2 separate regions of the Mus musculus genome follow, and region 1 is linked to region 2. Evidence: chromatin contacts called from public HiChIP or PLAC-seq data. All regions are on one chromosome and are shown on one strand. The core of a region is the stretch at or near the end of the contact, and the rest is flanking DNA. Distances in the headings are between cores, read along the strand shown.

What was found. HiChIP or PLAC-seq counts read pairs in DNA pulled down with a chosen protein or histone mark.
Region 1: an H3K27ac HiChIP or PLAC-seq map of VIP interneurons shows a contact between it and region 2, with 8 times the contacts expected there. The contact joins the enhancer-like site here to the promoter of Rnd3 in region 2. A contact is called at or near these places in 7 of 39 promoter capture datasets (the 3T3-L1 cell line, frontonasal cranial neural crest, hippocampal neurons and 3 more) and 16 of 115 datasets of contacts at active chromatin or transcription factors (SST interneurons, VIP interneurons, bone marrow-derived macrophages and 12 more).

Annotation. Positions count from the first base shown.
Region 1 is chr2:51,855,916-51,861,363 of GRCm38.p6, reverse strand. No RefSeq gene overlaps it. Among named protein-coding and RNA genes, the nearest start is that of Rbm43, 77 kb to the left of the region's middle. Within about 2 kb of position 1,378, at least 1 of the 459 cell types and tissues checked has an H3K27ac peak or open chromatin away from gene starts, as enhancers often do. A contact at or near this core is called in VIP interneurons, where this site is marked.
Region 2 is chr2:51,145,425-51,151,362 of GRCm38.p6, reverse strand. Rnd3 (Rho family GTPase 3) reads left to right here and starts at 2,252. Exons shown (of 5, transcript NM_028810.2): 1 at 2,252-2,638; 2 at 3,052-3,139. The coding sequence starts at 2,489.

The sequences.
Region 1 (5,448 bases), core at 129-2,628, 710 kb before region 2:
TGTCTGGGCAGAACATATGCAGGAAGCAAGTGGTAGCAAGAGGTAGACACTGAAGGGGAGGGTAGGGGTAGAGGCAGGAGCTGATATCAGAGGACCTGGTGTGGTACATGCCTGTAAGATCAGCACATGGGAAACGGAGGCAGGAATACCTCAAGTTGGAGGGCAGCCCAAGCTATATACTGAGATTTTGTCTCAGAACACCCAAACCTAAACCTAAACCCAAACCCAAACCCAAACCCAAACCCAAACCCAAGCCCAAACCCAAATCAAATCTGTGCTGGCCACAGCAGCCAGCAGCCAGAAGAGGGCATTGGGTCCCTGGAATGGAAGTTAATGGATGGTTGTGAGCCACCGTATTAGTGTCGGGAACTGAACACTTGACTTCCTGTGCAAGAGCAATGAATCTCATTAAAGACATCTCCCCAGCATCCTGTTTTTTGACTAATGATTGATGTCAGAGGGCCCAGTCCACTCTGAATGGTGCCCCTCGTGAGCAATTGGTCCTGGGTTGTATAATAAAGTAAGCTGAGGAAGCCATGGGATGCAAGCTGTCAGCAGCACTCTCCCATGAACTCCGCCTCAGTTCCTACTTCCAGATTCTTCCCTTCTTTCCGCCTTGGTTTCGCCCGATGATAGACTGTAAACAGTAAGCCAAATAAACCTTTTACTCTCACAAACCAAACCTCTACCACCACCAACAAGCCCCACCCTACCAAACATCTCAAAAATAAAACAAGGGCAGGGGGCTATAGGATATGACAAGCTGACATAAGTGGAAACAAAACAAGATGTTGACAGAGAAGATGGAGAAGAGAGGAAATGGAAGCTGGCATGGTTGTGGTGGGAGTCAGAATCCAGGCCAGAAATTTGTTAGGAGTTAAAGAGTATGAGAAAAACAAAACAAACACAGACAAACAAACAAACAAACAAACAATCAACAACCACAACAACAAACCAAGCAACCAACCAACCCCAAAAGTTCTGAGTTCAAACCACCTGGAGACAGAGACTATTATCTCTCTGTGCGTGGTGAAGATGAAGTGATTTATGACGAATGCAAAGGCCTCCTAACTTAAGTCTCTACAGTATCTCACACACGCTTATCTTGAATGCATAACTGCGTGCATGTATGCATAAGGAGGGGAAGACTGGGCAATCACAGATCAAATATTCAGAAGCCACCTCTGAGGAGCAGAAGGGACATTGGATCATTTCATTTCCTGTTTCCTTTTGCTAGCATACTTTTAAAATTGGCTGCCATGCATATGTGTTGTTATTTTGAGAACAGTATTAGCAATGTTCCTGGATGAACTCTATTCAAATGAACTGCTGTGTCTTCACAGACAATTTGAAAATTTGGTATTTTATTTAATGACTGGGTGACTATCCCTGTCTAGATGGGACACAGATGTAAAACCAAATTACTGCTGGACACAACAGATTCTCCCGGACCACATAAATTTTCACATTCAATATGCCGCCTTTCATCTTATTATGGAAATTTTTTGTTTGAGAGAAAAGACACTTTTTTTTTCCAAAAATAATCATGTAGGGTGGGTCTCTCTAGGACAAAATAAAAGAATATTTGAAAGTGATTGATCTGAGGTGATTAATTGCAAGGGTTTCAACAGAATAAATTATGCTGGACCCCATTCCACGCAGCCAGCTGGACAGTCTTTATTGGCTGCTTGAGCCCATAATGGGATTATGGAACAAGAATCTTGAGTTTTGTTTGCAGTTCATTTTGCAAATGAGGAAAAGCCTTGGGCAAAATTCCTTTTGTTCTTAATGCCAAAATATTTTGTCATCACCCCAACATAGAATGTATTAGGTAACAATATTTAAACAAACTCACTAACCCCACCAAGAAACTTCACAGCATTTAAAAATATTTCCCATCCCCAAAGTTTTCAGTAAATCCCTATGCTACAAATGGGGTAAAATATGTCAGTTAAAAAAAAAGATAAAGAGAGTCTATTATCAGTAAATTGGTCTATTCATATTTGAGAATTGAGTCATATATTATATGAAGAAAATTGGCTATTTAAGTTATATGCATGCACACATCTGTTATGGTTCTTTGGTTAAACTGCAGAGGTGGTTTGCATGGCAGGTAGGACACTCAACTATCCTTGTTTGTGTGCCCTGTCAGAATTTTGGGAGGCCACCAGGTGCATTATACCAAGGTGTGCCTATGCACTTGCATGTTAGCTAATGTGAGTGATGGTCCTTTAATTGAAGGCCAATCATGTTTAACATGGATAACAAATGCCATTGTGTTAAGCTCATAGGTTCCCATCACTTTTATTCACAGGTTAGGCAGGTAAGGCTCACAAATTATGGTAAATGGACCCTAACTGTGGTATTCCTCACCTCAGCAGCAATTGAGATCATTGAGTGAATTTTGTCAGAACTCTGCTAATTAGAAGTTCTCCACCGGCCTTGGCTGGACTGAAGTAATGTAGCTCAGTTAATATCATTAGTGTCCTGAGAACTCTGATTATCTCTACACACAGTCATTGTGATGGACTGGGCTCTAGGTGTGTGTCCCTAGGGTTAGCTTTCTGTCACTTCCAGCCTTTGAATCAGGAGGATAGATTTTGATTATTTAGGAGGACATTTCTGGACCAATGGAAGCAAAGCCTTAGCTTTCCTCCCTAGTTTTTTCCATCCCTTGTACTCTGTTTACTGGCAGTCCCTGGGTATAGAAATGACCTTCTCTCTTGCTTGGTCCTACCAATTCTGTACATATTCCCACAGTCTTTCTAGCTTCTAGGTTGTCACTGTGAGCTTGTCCCACCTCTCTTGTATGGATGGGTATTTGTGTACATACTGTCTTACTACCCCTACTTGTTGGTGCAGGATGAATTTAGTCTTCTCAGCAGCACTGGGATCAGCCACTCAAGGACTGAACCTGGAAGTTTCCTAGGAGCTCCCTTTATTGTTACACTAAAGGCATTTTTAGCAAGTCAATTTCCTGAATACCAAACTTCCTATCTGATCTAGGGGTTATCTTGAAAGACCTAAGCAATTCTCTACCTTAGAGACTTCCTGGTTTGGTCTCTAGACAAAGCTATTCAAAAGCTCTGAGAATCCTTCAAAAGAAAAACCCCATAAAATCTCAGATAACAATCACTGATGAAAGGCTACTTCAAAGCTGAGGTGCCACCACTCTGGAATTCATGCCAGATACAGCAGTTCTGCTAAAGTTCTGCTCCATCTACTCAAGTAGTCTTGGTGTGTTTCTGGGTCATGTCATTGCTTTGTTGATGCTGGACAATGTTTTATATACCTGGATGGGAACTTGATCCCTTGGGATGCCATCCTTAAAGTTACATTTCAAATGGGGTGTCCTTTGTGCTCTCTCCCTCTCTTCTCCTCTCCTCTTCCCCCCTTTCCTCCTTCTCCCCACCCCTTCTCTCCTGTTTTTCTCCCCTTCTCCTTACTGGCTCCCTCTTGACTTTCCCCCCTCTTTCCTTTCTTCCCTTTCTCTTTGTCTCCATTGGGAAATCGGGTCTTGCTGTGTAGCTAGGGTGGATTAGAATTTGTGATTCTCCTGCTTCAGTCTTCCTAGTATTAGGATTATAGCCATGTGTCATCATACCCAGATTGTTTACATTTTTTTTAAATAAAGTTAAACTTCTCAGGTCTAGGTTTTAGGCTATGTGAAATTCAACCATAGCCCTGGACAAGTTTTGTGTGAAATAAATAAATATTTATTTATTTTTACTGTAAATAAGAGTAATTGGTGGAACATAAGAAGTTTTACTCTCCAGGTAGCCTAGGGCTTGCACAGACTGTCTCCTTTCTCTTGGATAACTTGCAGGTCTTGAGAATAACTGTGGAATGCAATTCAGACTTGGGAGGGAATAGCACCAAATAGCCTTGGCCTGTTCCCATCCCTTTTGGGGAATGCAACATCTGGAGAACAGCCTGGGATTTTTTTCCATTTTTCTCCAGCAGAGCAATGTCCTTCAGAGACTTACCCTAGTGAGTCATGTCACCCAGGGGCTCCCTCTCAGTGTCTCCAGGGATGATACAAATGGGGCATTCCAAGCTTTTGGTTGCTTTGCTGAGAGTTGGGGGACAGGTTCACAATGGGCCTTAGATTCTTGTCCCTTGCTGCCAACCTGAGATTCATCTGCTACATATTACCTGTTGGGTGTATTGTTTGCATCCCTGGATACAGACAAACTGATAACAAACTGAAGTCCCTGTGCCTTCCTCATGCTCTGCTGTACCTGGCAGTTTTCTCCTAATCACAATAAGTAAATAAGGATATTCAGTGGAGTCAACAGGGCAGGGCATACCTTGCTGAATGTACTAGAAATAGAACTAAACCTTGCAGCAGAATAGATCTTTCTTTGCTAATCCTCGGGGAGCTCATTATGTCAGAGAAGCCCTTGGGGAAGTTTGGCAAAGCAAGGAGTCTTGTTCTCTTCCTCTATATAAACCACAGCTTTAGATTCATCTAATCCATAAATTCATATTTTGTTTATATTTTCTTTAATGTAATTATGTCTATAGTAGCTAGGGATAGATAGGGATAGAATAGCGGTCATATATAACTCTTCTATTTTTTAGTTGTCTTTCTACTTTTTGGAGGAGGGACTCGTTTCTTCAGCAGGTTTCCAAGGGTTCCAAGGAGTCACCCGCAAGGATGTATCTCCAGCTCTTCTATATTTTATGAACCTGTTCGGGCTCCTTTGAGTGGATACAGAATGAAGCTGGAGTTTGCTTCACACTTTGAGCTTTAGATGAGCATGATTTGAATGGTCAGCAAGCCTCTCCTGGACTCTGGGTTTTCCAATCCCTGGAAGAAGCAGAGGTTTATAAGACCAGTAAAATTCCACCTGGCAGTACAATTTTAAAAAACAAACAAAAACTCAAGAGTCCATCTTTGAAAAACTACCAAATCATGAATTTCTCTATTCATATTCTAATACTTACTGCTAAAGACCACATGTGTCCTTTTGTGAACTAAAAATAAATGGCTCAGAACTTTGGGGAAACATATATTTAATTCTGCTAAGTGATTCATGTCCAGCCCTGACAAACTGCATTCTTGGGTAATGGTGGAATATATTTTCTCAGGTGGTAGTTCAGACTCATTCTACTGAGGCCTGATTACGGTCTGCTGTCTATAGTCAGGAGAAATTCTGCAGAGTGAAACCATGGAAGAAAGAGAAGTGCCAGAAGACAAGGCCAGCCTTTGGCATTGGAGATATAACCTGTCTTAGCTGGATTATTATTATTATTTATTATTATTATTATTATTATTATTATTATTATTGCTGGTTTGGATTATTAAGTCTGAAGGAAAATTGGGACTCTGGTCGATGGAACTCTGAAACCCCAGTGGTCGTGGCCTATAGCACAGAGTTCCAGGAGGTGATATTGTGTCTGGACTATTGAGTTGAAGTGAATTATCTGCTGGAGATGGTGTGC
Region 2 (5,938 bases), core at 1,003-3,502:
AATTGTAGGTAAGGTGACTTTGACCATATAAACTATATCAATTCAGGAATGTGGCAGGCCAAGTCATCTCTCTGGAAGGGGAAGTGTCATAGGTTAAAAAAGAGAAAGAGAGAGAGAGAGAGAGAGAGAGAGAGAGAGAGAGAGAGAGAGAGAGAGAGAGAGAGAACAAAAATGTGCCCACTTCTTATTAGTAAGTCGACTAATGAATCCAGGATTCACCCAGACATGAGACTTGGTTCTGGGCAAGCAAGTGGGAGCTACAGGGAAATACCAAGTACAGGCAGGCGCCATTGTCATCTTCTTACCAATGTCTTCATGAAACCTATTTTAAAGAAGATAAAGCTAAGGCTTACAGAGATGAAATGACTACTCCAGTGTCACTTAGCCAGAAGCTGTGAAGCTCATGGCCTAAATGCATCTTTGTCTGAAAGCCCCCACTGCTCTGCCCAATCTCCCTCGACCACACAAACAGCTTGAGGAGCATTTCCCGCACTAGGAAGACTAGGGAAATGCTAGGGTAAACTCTATGAAGTTCACATAGGATACTTTTCCCTCTGTGACATGACAGTGCAACCTAAGACTTTAAGAGATGATATTGGGGCAAACGAATAAAGCTCTGCCAAGCAAATTTTGGCAAATGCAGACATATGACCTCGGCCAGCTCTGCCCTTTCCATGGTCAGCCTGTGTAAAACACACCTATCCCCAAAGATAGATTCAGGACTGTCTTTAGGGGACGACTTCAAGGTTCTCGAGTCTGAAAGAAGTAAGATAGCATTCTAGGTCCTGTGATTTCATGATTCTAGTAATTCACTACATATTCAGTCACTATACTTTCCTTAAAGGGTTGTGTGTGTATGTGTAAGTACTTATATGTATGTGTTTAGTATATGTGTGGAAGCCAGAGGTTGTTTATCTTCCTCAATTTCTATCTACATTATCTTTGAGTCATGGCCTCTCACTGAATCCTGAGTTCCTCAATTTGACTGGATTGGCTGGCTAGCAAGCCCCACGGATCCTCTGGGTCTGTCTCAGGAGTGCCTCCTTATATGGGTGCTGGTGGTGAAATTCAAGTCGCACTTGACCAAGCCCTTCACAGGCTGAACTTTCTTCCCAGACACCTTCACTACAAATTTAATAACTGACGCTTCCTGGCTGTCGGGGTGACTGGCAATGAAGACACTGTTCTCAGAAGACAAGAGAACAAACACAGTCTTGTCTGTCTCTTCTAAGACTTGTTGAAAGGGAGACTTGGAATGACTGGAGTACGTGTGTGGAGGAGGGGAGTCCCTAAATTTTCCACAATGAGCATGTGTGCTTTTTAAGTCCAACTCCTTGATTCTTAGGTGAAGGAGGGAGGGTACAGCTGAAGGGAGCAAAGAGTGCTTAGACCCCTGGTTCTAGAGCTGTCACAGAGAGAGTGGCAGTTGCGGCCAAGTTTCTGATAGTTTTTGTCATCTCTCTTTTTTCTCGCCCCTGCACCTATTCACATTATCATGTCACTCCCCAAAGCCTCCTACCTTCTCTGGAATAGCTGAATCTGACAGTTTAAAAAGCCAGTCCTCTACAAAGGTCAAGGAAAACGAGTTCTAGTGTTTGAAATAAATCATCTATGTTATTATGTACTATATATGTAGATAGATAGATAGATACATAGATAGATACATAGATAGATAGATAGATAGATAGATAGATAGATAGATAGATAGATAGATAGATAGAAGATAGATGATAGGTAGGTAGATAGATAGATAGATAGATAGATAGATAGATAGATAGATAGATAGATAGATAGATAGATAATGATTTTATGGGTTTGGGAACACAAAAACTTAGCCTTTCCCTTCCAAGATTTACTTCTGTATTATTAATTTGATTGGGAATTTTTTTTTTTATTTTCACAAATGATGACGAGGCTTCTGGAGGCGAGCCCCTTGGAAAGCAATTTGAAAGGAATCCCAATGCAAATCCATGTGCACAGATTATCTGCTTCCCCTCACCCTGGCCCTGAACAACCTACCCATCTGCAAATCCTGCCTGGCACCTTCAGGTTATGCCAGAACCTGGGTCTGCAAGCCATCCTGCACGCCACCCTAGAGGGCGCGCTGCTTACACTTTCCGCCAACGGGGCGGCCGTGCTGGCTCCCAGGCTCCATAAAAGGGGAGGAGGCGGATCGGTTTCCTTCTCTCATTGAGAAAGCGGAGCGGATTGGAAGGCTGGGCGTATAAAGCGGCGCGGAGAGCGTGAAACAAAGCAGACCGATCGGAATTGGACTTGGGAAGAGAGGCGCGGAGTCAGGCAGAAAACTTGTAGGAGAGGAGTAAAGAGCCGCTGCCTCTCCTCCTCCACTCCGCTGTGCTTAAAGGGGTTCCCGCCGGCCTTGCGATTTATTTTTATATCTGCTTTTTATAGAGAGAAGTATATATATATATATATTTTTTCTTCTAAAGAGAAAATTCCTGTTCCAAGAGAAAATAAGGCAACATCAATGAAGGAGAGAAGAGCCAGCCAGAAATTATCCAGTAAATCTATCATGGATCCTAATCAGAACGTGAAATGCAAGATAGTAGTAGTGGGCGACAGCCAGTGTGGGAAAACCGCGCTGCTCCACGTCTTCGCCAAGGACTGCTTCCCAGAAGTGAGTGTGACCCGCACGTCTTGAGGGGAGCGGCTGGTGGGGTCCCCGGTCTGGAGGACTGCGCCTTTCTCCTGCTTCACTGATTTTCTTGAAAATCTTTCTCATGCCCAGCCGTCTCTGCCGCCACACGGCCGGGAAGCGAAAGTGTCCTGGAAGGGTCTTGGCTGGGACCCGCCAGCACCCTGGGCTCTTGGCCCCAGAAACTTGCTGGTTTCAGTGTGGGAGGCCGGGTGGGGAGACCTGGGTGGGCTCTCGGGAGGGGGCTGCGTGTTTACTGTGTAAGGAGTGTGAGGTTGTTGGTGGTGGTGGTTTTTTAATTGGGGGCTTGGTGGTTTTTCAAGTGTTCGATCTACGGGTCGTGTTTTTAATAATCTCTTTGCCACCTTCCTCTTCTGTCCCTTTCGTTCGTCCAGAATTACGTCCCTACGGTGTTTGAGAATTACACTGCCAGTTTTGAAATCGACACACAAAGAATAGAGTTGAGCCTGTGGGACACTTCAGGTAAGACTCGGCACACCGCGTGGCGGTCTGAACCGGTGCGCCCGGGGGCTCGGGATCTGGTGCCCTGTCTGCTAATGTGGCTCCTTGAGGGACTTCCCGGTCCCGAGCCGCCGGAAAATGTTATCCTTTCTGGGCAGGGGCAGCAATGGGAGTGATTGTGGTCTTGGGGACAGGAGGACGCTAGGTGTCCGGAGTGACCCTGCTGGAGGAGCCTCTGGTGGCCGCATGGCCTTGTGTTGTCCTTCCTTGGAGCCGTGCCGGAGCGGGCCGCCAGGGTGGCCCAGTGCTGGAGCATACAGAGCAGCGTGGAAGCCCTCCCGCTCGCGGAGGAAGCCCCTCATGGGTGTCACCAGCCATCTGGTTTGGGGGCAGGGGCGCAGGCTGAGCTGGGAGAAGATCCCCAAAGCCTCCGGGTTGCGTGGGGTGTTCCAGGCTGAGGGAGATGGGTGAATGGCCGGAGCCAGCGCCCGTGACGCCTACTGTCAGGAATGCGCTGGTGGTGCCGGCAGCGGCCACCGCGGGGCCTCCGCCCCCGCAGCCTCTGTGCCACCGGTGCAGAGCGGCTTCTGCGGCCGCCCAGGGATCACTCTGTGCCAGCTCTCCGAACATACCACTCCCCTACCCTTTTGCTTCGGCTTCGCCTGCCTGCAGAGCCGCAGGCAGCACCGATCGCCTTTGACCTTCCTGTCTACTTGAATTATTGGCGCCTTGGAGGGTTCCGTCCAGAGGTCTAGGGTTCAAGGCCGGGTTGTTGCCTTCCCATGCGCCCACCCACCAACGTGGCACAAGGTGGTGGGGAGGGCAGATTTTCGCGGGCAGGAAGGCTGGCAGCCCCGGCTGAGTTCGGGGAAGGGACAGTGAGGACTGAGCACCCCCCAACCCCCACACACCCCCGGTATCAAGACTGGCCAGAGGCTCGTCGGGAGAAACGCCTACTGTTAGTAGAAACCATACCTTCTCCAGAGGAGCAGAAACTACCAATCTGGGAGGGGAAAAGCCGGTGCTGGTGGGGAACTGGGCTGCCAGACAGATTAGGGCGAAACTGGCGAGGAGGAGCGCACAAGCGCCAACACGCAGGGTTGCTGTCAGGCGGGGTGGCCCGAGGTGGAGCCGTGCTCAACTGGGAGTGGCCTCGTGGAGCTTCAGCGAGCTTCCCACACCCTGGGCTGGAACCTCTGAGGGACTTGGGGAATTAGACTGTGGGAGGAAGGGGCCAGAGTCCCAAGATCTCCAGAGGCAACCCTCAGCACAAAGGCTAGAAGAAAGACTAGAGGGAAGTCTTGCACCGGCGCCTCTCACGGTCGGTGCCAGATGCTCAGACTGCTGCAGTGAGAAGGATGGATCCAGTTTCCCTCCGGAGAGTCAAGTTCTTCCTTGAGCTGCGCCAAGGGCGTTTTTGTGGTTTTTGTTGTCCAGATTGCATACGCAATCTTGAAACTATAGAGAAAGTGTTGATGGAATTCTAGGGGTTTATTACTACTTTCGATCATAAGAATTATTACATAGCCTAGTATTTTATTAGGCTCCTGTTCTCAGACATATTATGGTAATTGTTATGCCTAGTGAGCCGGACAGCTGGTGTGGTACCAACAATTAGCACCAGCATCCCCGTCCCCCCCCCGTCCCCCCAACCCCCAGCCCCGTTTGGACTTACACTCGATAAGAATTATTTAGGCGTGGAGTGGGGCAGTGCAGTGGGTCTGATACAGTCTTTGATACAAAGCTCTGTTTCCATCTCAGCTCCTGGTTACCAGGGATTTCTATGTGCAAATCCTCTACCTCCCTGGGTCTCATTTTCATCATCTGTAAAAAGAGGGCAGACGCTGGGCTAGATAATGTGCAAGATCTCTTCCCAGCTATGCTTCTTGGCTTTAGTGTACTGGACAGGCAGATTTGTGTGTGTGTGTGTGTGTGTGTGTGTGTGTGTGTCCCAGGCTGTTGGTTGGCTTCAGCTCCTAGTCTCAGTGGCTCTGGCATCCCGTGCTGAGGTTCTCAACAGCTTGCAAACCAAGCCAGATTCCGGGCTGAGCCAGGCTGCCTGGTGGATTTAGGAATGAGACTATTTGGATAAGGAAGGGGGATGGGTGTGCTCCTAGGAATGCCGGCTTATACATCCCGTGTCTCCAGCTCCCAAAGCCACAAGACCACCAACAGAGATTTTTAGATTAGGTGCCCAAAGGCCAAACTTGCCACCTCTTTCTTTTTCTCTCCAAGAGCTAATAAATAAAACGAATGTGTATGAATGGTTTATAGTGAGAAGCCAATGCGAATATCACTTCAGGTATTTTCTAGCCTTACTCAGCAACTATATAGTTCAGTCTCTGCACTTATAGCAGAATGTCTTGCATACAGTAGTCACCCAATAAAACCTAAGGCCTGAGCAAATTATAATGATATGCATAGTTGCTAAGGGGATGGGGTTCCTGGTATTAATTAGCACTGAATTGCCTTTGCCTTAAGATTAGCAACGTTATAAATATTGCTTTTCATCAAATTAAAGTTAATCACTTGAAATGAAATCAGTAGTAGCAACATAATGACATATTTTTATTTAGTAAAAGAAATAAATTTTATTTATTTATTTCTGTATGCCTATTTCTGCAAGATAAGAAGGGTTAAAAGCTGATTGCAACAGTATTGCACTGCAAAATTATCCAGTTATGAAACCTTACTTAAAATTTAGATTCATACAAATGAAAAAAGAGGCATGGGGAATTATTTGAAATTCCTATCATGTTGGTGGTGGAGTGAGATGTTAGTTAATCAAACACAGTGATGGAGCATTGCTTAAATTCTAGA